Linked DNA regions of Pan troglodytes: region 1 is linked to region 2. A link is a contact called in public HiChIP or PLAC-seq data. All regions are on one chromosome and are shown on one strand. The core of a region is the stretch at or near the end of the contact, and the rest is flanking DNA. Distances in the headings are between cores, read along the strand shown. Region 1 holds the start of NSD3 (nuclear receptor binding SET domain protein 3). Region 2 holds the start of DDHD2 (DDHD domain containing 2).

Region 1 (4,012 bases), core at 1,181-3,680, 150 kb before region 2:
CTGGGCGGCAAGAGCGAGATTCCACCTCAAAAAAAAAATTTTTTTTTTCTTAGTGGCTCTACTCGACCACCATACAGCAAGGAATCGCTTTCTCACGGCGAATACGTCTCCTGATATGTGAGCTGACCACAGACTTTACTCATCTGGGCTACACATTTTTAAGAATGGAAGATGGCGGTATTAAACGTCAGTAAAAAATGCAGACTGCTTTTAATCCACAAAGGATTTTTCAGCTAATAACCAAATAGATCCACTGTTAAATAGGCAAAACTTTTCAGTTTGGCCACTAGAGGTCTCTTTGTGCATGTCTGATGTTCAACTTTGCACATAAAGGTTTCACTTCACGTTCTGTTTACCAGTATTAAAATCTACAAAGCTTTGGACTCTTTACTTTTCCCTCACTGAAAATTCCTGGTGGTCAAATTTTGAGCTCTAGAAGGTAGATGTAGTTTTCACACTAATTTCATAAATTAATCATTGCACTACCATGTACTGGTACTTTTCTGGAAAAGATCATAAAGGATGCAAAAACAGTTTCAGTTCCCTGGGAGACATTTTATACGGGGAAATATTCTTATTCATGCATTGTATTCACTTACAACCAGGCACAGTGAATATCATTAAGTATTCATAAACCAGATGAACGATTCCATGCCCAGTATTTGAAAGATGAGCTAGGTTTTCTACCATGGCCATATGTCAGCAATCCTATCCTAAAAAGAGAAGGGCTAAGAACTCTTCTTATTGAGATGTTTGTTCAAAGTAATGTCCGTCTTCCCTAGTTATGAGACTTGGCAATTTCTTTGACTTTCAGGATAAGAGATTTATCATGTAAGATTCTGTATGTAATCTTCAGAAGAGAAATTTTTTAAAAAATATTTTTTCCTCCATGACTCTGGCCCTGAGAATTGTGTTAGATTGCTGTCTTAATGAGCTCCTTGCTCATTTTCTATGGCGAACAGTAAGCATCGTCTAAACCTCAGAAGATGTTAGATACTGAAAATGTAAACTATTATTTTTAATGGCCATTTTCCTAAATATGCCACCAGATCAAGTATACTAACTGTATTTTGTAATGTTTTGCAGGAAAAGACTATGCATCTACTTCACATAACTCCAATTTTAAACTCTTGCTGTCAGCATAGCTATTAGAAACAGGCTAATATAAGATCCCTGGGGACAATTTACTAGATTCTCCTCAAGGGAGAAACCCAGGTGCCGGGTCAAGGCAACAGTTTATCAACAAAGCAAGGAAGACACAGGAGGAAGAAAAAGAAGAATGGAGGTAGAAAGGCTCATAGAAAAAAAAAAAAGACCAATTTAATCCCTCTTTCCTGGAGATAGAATTAAGCTAGACTTGGTGGCCCGCTTTGGCCATCTGTGTTTTAAAATGGCATATCACAAATAAAAAGTATGCTTTTACTGATAGCTGTAACTTGTGGTACTACTTAAAGCATACGTTTAAAAATATTTAATGATTAATAGTAATGAGAATTTTTTTTTTTTTGAGACATAGCCTCGCTGTGTCGCCCAGGCTGGAGTGCAGTGGCGCGATCTCGGCTCACTGCCAGCTCCGCCTCCCGGGTTCACGCCATTCTCCTGCCTCAGCCTCCTGAGTAGCTGGGACTACAGGCGCCCGCCACCACGCCGGGCTACTTTTTTGTATTTTTAGTAGAGACGGGGTTTCACCGTCTTAGCCAGGATGGTCTCGATTTCCGGACCTCGTGATCCGCCTGCCTCGGCCTCCCAAAGTGCTGGGATTACAGGCGTGAGCCACCGCGCCCGGCCAATATTGATAATTCTCCGTATCTAGTATTAACCGGGTTACGTTTAAAAAAAATAGTTCATAATTAGTGCCCTTTTAAATAACTGATCTGTAGAAATCATTTAATTTCCTTAAGTGATATTTAAAGATAGAGATATCTAATTTCTTGTAATACTACCAAAGACATCCAGCACTATAACGTCTACAGAGTATGACGTCTAGCGGTAAAATGGCTTTATTCTCAGAACAGAGTATCGGTTTCCTCATTTGCTTGCTGCCTCTGTTTCCTTTTTACGTTCACGTCTCTGTGCTGTAACCTTCCAAATCCTTATCACCAGGCCCCAGGAAATATCACCTGGTCGGCACACTCCTGCAGGGCTAGATCACTGTGCACACACTTAACCTTCCATTGTTTCCCATATGTTTCCTAGGATGCGGGGGGCTAGAGGATGACGGAGAGTTGCCTCCCGGTTCTTCCTCTCGTTCTTATCTGGGCCCTCTAGGACAAATGTCCCTCACGTCCCTCGATGCGAAGGTCTGGCCGCGAGCGGCCGCGGCCTCCGGCACGTGACGGTCACGGAGCCGTCGCGGTCCCCCGCGGCTGGGGGGCACCCGGGGATGCGGCGGGCGCTGACGTCGTCCTCCCGGTTACCCACAAGCCTCCGGGCCGCAGCAGAGCAGGAAGAGGCGCGCGGGGCCGGCGCCTGCTGGGGAGGTCGAGGCGCTCCCTCGGCGAGCCGGCGCCGCCGGCCGGGCCTCCTACTGCTTGCAACCGGGGGAGGGGGACCATCCGACAACTCAGCCAGGGCTGAGAGGGAGACGACGCCAAGGCGGTCTTGCATCGCCCCCGGCTTTCCAAATGCAGACCCTACTGGAACCGGAGCCCTTCCCTGACAGCCGTAGGACGGGAGACGGCCGAGGGGTCGCCTGGACTGCCCCGCCCTCGCGCGGTCACCCACCGGGGACCGTGCGAGGGTCGCTTCTAACCCTTAGGAGCTAGAGAGCCGAGTCACCCTGAGGAGCGCCGTATGGCGCTGGTTGCGCGTTGTTCTTTAATCAGCCTCACTGAACGCGCCGAGCCCAGTTTTACCTCCCGGGCCCCACCTTTCCACGCCTCCTCCGGCTTCCCGGGGTGTTTTGTGTGTCACTCTCCCACGTACAGTCCCTCCCCGTCCCTCGTCCCTCGGCTCTCTCGCCCCGTCTCCCTAGTCGTCCAGACGCTAGCTGCCGCGGGCGTTCCTGGTTCGCGCTCCCGCCCCCTCCGCCCCGCTGACTCGCCGCTTCCTCCGGAGCCCCAGCGTCCCGAACCCGGGACTGCATTTCCCGGCAGGCGCCGCGGCCCGCGGCCAATGAGGGGCTGAGGATTTGGCGGCGGCGGCGCCCCGAGAGTCGGGGTGGGGGGGCTTTGTGCGCGGCGGCGGCGGGAGAGGCGGCGGCGGCGGCCAGCACGGAGGCGGAGGCCGAGGGGGCTGTGCACAGGTCGCCGCGGAGAGGCGTGCGAATTCCGAGCCGAGCGCCGAGGACCGTGCTACCCAGGCCGGGCTGCCAGCCGCAGGCTCCTCTCTGGCAGCAGCGGCGGCGCGGCGACCCCCGTCCCTCGGCCTCCCCTTCCCATCCCACCTCCCGAGCCTTCCTCTTCCCGCAGCACGCCCGGCCCGGCCCGGCCGTGGCCCTCCTCAGTGCCGGCCGCCATGGCAGAGGCGTCCGGCGCGGGGAAAATCTAGCCCGGGGATTTCATGCGGCCTAGCTCGGTTCCGCCTCCTCCCCGCGCGGCCCCAGCGGCTGCCCGCACCCCAGCCCCACTCCGGGCCTCCGTGTCTCTCCTGTGATCGCACTGACACGGCCGGGGGGTTAGAATGGAACAAACTGAAGGTAAAGTGCGTGTGCGTGTGTGTATGTGTGTGTGTGTGCGCGCGCGCGCGCGCGTGTGTAGTGCTAGGAAGGGCTGAGGAGGGAACGACGGGGAGGGGGCGACCTAGGGATGGAGCGCCAGACCCCAGGAGGAATGGAAGGGGAAGCGGGTGGCCTGAAAGGGCTCGAGGGGAGTCCTGACGGAGGAGCAGATGGCAAGGTGGGGGGTGTGGAGGGAATTGGGGGGTGGGGCAGGGGAGGTGGGAGTGGGATGGGAGTCGGAGTGGCGCTGAGCTGGGAATTGGGAAAGTGGGATGGGGGCGGGGATAAGGATGGATCGGGGAGGGGCAGGGAAAGGGGAGAAGAGTTGCATGGAGATTAGAGACCTGGGTGGAC
Region 2 (3,547 bases), core at 873-3,372:
ACTATGCAGAAATAATGATAGATACTGTTTTCAAAATACAGACCAAATTCTTGAATATTATTGATTGGCTAGGTATTAGTGCAGAAGTTCTATATAAAATGCTGTAAGAAATTATGTAACTGGAAAAATCTAAAATTTGGTTTTCATAGCACTCACTATAAGGACCATTATATTATAGTTTGAAGAGGGGAGAGTCTTTGTCTATTCCAAGTCATAATTTTCACCTACCAGAGCTATATGCCTCTTCCAGCTGCTGTGAATCCTCAGAGTTGAAAGGAATCCATGTCTCCTTAGAATCTATTATCTTACAATAAAACCAATGGGGAGAAACTGGTTCATACAAGCTGCCAGCATCCATGTCTATTAGCTCAAAGGAACTACATGAGTTTGGTGACGGAGATGGATCTGACTGGGACAACTGCTCCTGTTGTGACTGCACTGATGACATTTCGCTCTCTAAAGACAAAAGAAAACTATCAGGAAAATGATCTTAACTGTGTAACTGTTCGCACACGCACAAAACTAATCATTTTATGGACCCATTTCTGCAACAACAACAACAAAATCTACATAATTTAAAAGACAAATAACATAAATTAGCAACTGGATGGGTGGAAGCTTTAAATAAAATGCTTCTATTAGATCAACCATTGCACAGAATTCTCAATTCTCTCAGAAAACTGGGTAATTTTACTCAGTCCATAAGTTATAAAACAAACCCAGAATCACAGGACCACATGCTCGAAACTAGATTGCAACAAAAACATTTTACCCTAATTTCCAATCTAAATGTAGTTAAAGGCAGAAAATTTACTCCAAGTCAGCTGGGTCATGCCCTGTCCTAGTAACGCCAAGGTTTTGGGCTCCAGGCCCCTACCATTACACAACTAATGGAATCTTAAAATACAAAAAATAAAACTGTTCGCTTAGGAACCAATCATTTTTGATGGATCCTTGAAGTCGCTTAATGGGTGGTGGTACAAATTGGGAAAAGACGAAACCTCGCCTGGGGCCACGGTGCGCACACGCACGCCCACTCCCATAGCCAGAATCTCAGATGAAAGGTAAGCGACCTCAAAAGCCTCCTCCCGCAGAGGCGGCTCTGACCAGCTGTTTCTACCTCTCCAACACTCCTTCCACTCGGCAACGATCAGCGCCGCAGGCACCAGAAGGACACTTCTAAGCTGCCTCGTAGGGCGGGGGGCAGGAGGGCATCTCGCGCGGGCCCGACGGGACGGCAGACGCCGGCTTTCGGCTCCATTGTCCTTTTCCCCACACAGACTTACCTCAGCCACCCTGGCGCGCCCCTGGCCCCCGCGACCCTAGGCCCTGGCGCCCCACTCCGGGCCCTCGGAGCTCGGGCTCAGGTCGTCCGCCCGCAACCCCGCGACAGCAGCAGGGCAGCCAGTGCAGACCACAGGGTTCACAGGGTGCCCAGGGTTCCCCCAGGCTCGGGGCTTCCCGGGAGCCGAGGTTCCCCCGCCCCGCATCCCGGCCCCGCAGCGCTGCGCCGCCCACCTGCACCCAGCCGGGCCTCCCTCGGTCCAGCCGCCCGCCCGACGCGGTCTCACCTGGCGGCCCCGCCACTCCTCAGGCTCTCCTGCCCTCCCTGAGGAGGACACTGCATGGCCCGGCCGCGGCCTTTACCCCAGCCCGGGCGGGGCGCGGAGGAGCAGGGCGGAACCTGCAGCCCCGCCGGGCTCGCGCCGAACACCAGGCGCCACGGCGCTCCCAGTGGGCGAGTAGCGGGCACGGATGCCGAGCGAAAAGCTGAGGCGGCGGGGAGCGCGGCGCGCGACCGCGGGTGGGGCTTGCAGGGCCGCAGGGCACGGGCGGCAAGTGTCGCGAGAGGTGGGGGGAGTCGCGCGAGACGTGGCTCCTGCGGGCAGGGAGCTGCAGCGCCGGGCGGCGGGCTGCTGGCTGCTGAGGTCTAACAGTAGGGGAGAGTTTCGAGTGTCCGTGGCGGAAGGGGCTTCGAGATCAGTTTCTAGTATCCGTGACGGCAGGGGCTTCAAGATCAGTTTCGAGTGTCCGTGGCGGAAGAGGCTTCAAGGCGGCCCCTCACGTACGGGGCGGGAAAGTCGGAATGATCCTCGGGATACGCTGCAGACCCTACTAGTGCGCCAGGAGCAGCGCGGTGATCACCGGACGCAGGGACTGCGCGGCCCCGGGATTAGCGGAGTAGGGCGGAGGGCGCAGTCCAGCCGCCCCGCTCCTGGCCTCTGTTTCTGGGTGCTGAGAACGGGTGTCACTAGCATTTGCCAGGAAAAAAGGCTTTGGCCCGTCCTCCGTGCATTTATTATGATTTAGAGGTTACCAAAAAGGTATCCCTAAAAAATGTAGAGGTGTCGGGCGTGGTGTCAGCGCCTGGGTCTGAGCTACTCAGGAGGCTGAGGCTGAAGGAGCGCCCCAGCCCATTGGTGCCAGCTGCATGAGCCCAGATGGCGCCAGTGCACTCCAGCCTGGGTAACACTGCGACACTAGTCTCTAAACAAACAATAAAATTAATAATTTTGTTTTGTTTTGTTTTGTAGAGGCAACCTTAACAGGATTTAAAAGATGCCAGGGAGGTTGGAGATGAGATACTGCTGTCCAAACAGGAAGACATAACTGAGGTGAAAAGTTGAAAGGGGCTGGACGCAGTGGCTCACGCCTGTAATCCCAACACTTTGGGAGGCCAGGAGTTCAAGACCAGCCTGGCCAACATGGTGAAACGCCATCTCTACTAAAAATATAAAAATTAGCCGGGGGTGGTGGCTCGCGCCTGTAATTCCAGCTGCTTGGGAGGCTGAGGTGGGAGGATCACTTGAACCCGGGAGGCGGAGGTTGCAGTGGGCCAAGATCGCAGCCACTGCACTCCAGCCTGGGCAACAGAGGGAGACTCCATCTCAAAAAAAGAAAAAAAGAGAAATTTCCCGCAGTCATGAGGTCGAGTACAGGCCCTGCCCGACTCTCCTTAGTATTTCATTTTAATACCTTTTGGTATTTAAAAAGATATTTTCCTATATTCTAACTAGATTATAGGGCATTTTTTTTTTTTTCAGTTTTTGTGTTTTTGGTTTTTGGTTGTTTTTTTTTTTTGTTTGTTTGTTTTTTGAGACGGAGTCTCACTATGTCACCCGGCTGGAGTGCAGTAGCACGATCTCGGCTCACTGCAACCTCCGCCTCCCAGATTCAAGCGATTCTCCTGCCTCAGCCTCCGGAATAGCTGGGATTATAGGCATGCGCCACCGCGCCCAGCTAATTTTTGTATTTTTAGTAGAGATGGGGTTTCACCGTGTTGGCCAGGATGGTCTTGATCTCTTGACCTCGTGATCCACCCGCCTCGGCCTCCCAAAGTGCTGGGATTACAGGCGTGAGCCACCTTGCCCGGCCTATTTCAGTTTTGTTATTTCTTCACAAACAGAAAAAGAAAACAATTTTTAATAACACATTTATTCTCTTTGCAAATTAACAGCCACACACAAATATCCCCAAGTTAACACCTTCCCTTCAAATTTATTACACTTAGAATAGCTTCTGCAAGGCCGGGCACAGCGGCTCACGC

Evidence for each region. HiChIP or PLAC-seq counts read pairs in DNA pulled down with a chosen protein or histone mark.
Region 1: a contact with region 2 is called in an H3K4me3 HiChIP or PLAC-seq map of stem cell-derived excitatory neurons, with 2.4 times the contacts expected there. The contact joins the promoter of NSD3 here to the promoter of DDHD2 in region 2. A contact is called at or near these places in 1 of 7 Hi-C or Micro-C datasets (stem cell-derived neural progenitor cells), 1 of 1 datasets of contacts at active chromatin or transcription factors (stem cell-derived excitatory neurons) and 1 of 1 other capture datasets (stem cell-derived neural stem cells).

The regions. Positions count from the first base shown.
Region 1 is chr7:46,781,807-46,785,818 of NHGRI_mPanTro3-v2.0_pri, reverse strand. NSD3 (nuclear receptor binding SET domain protein 3) reads left to right here and starts at 2,430. Exons shown (of 24, transcript XM_519713.8): 1 at 2,430-3,637.
Region 2 is chr7:46,630,583-46,634,129 of NHGRI_mPanTro3-v2.0_pri, reverse strand. It overlaps DDHD2 (DDHD domain containing 2), which reads right to left and starts at 2,122. Exons shown (of 17, transcript XM_063817021.1): 1 at 1,572-2,122; 2 at 229-456. The coding sequence starts at 448.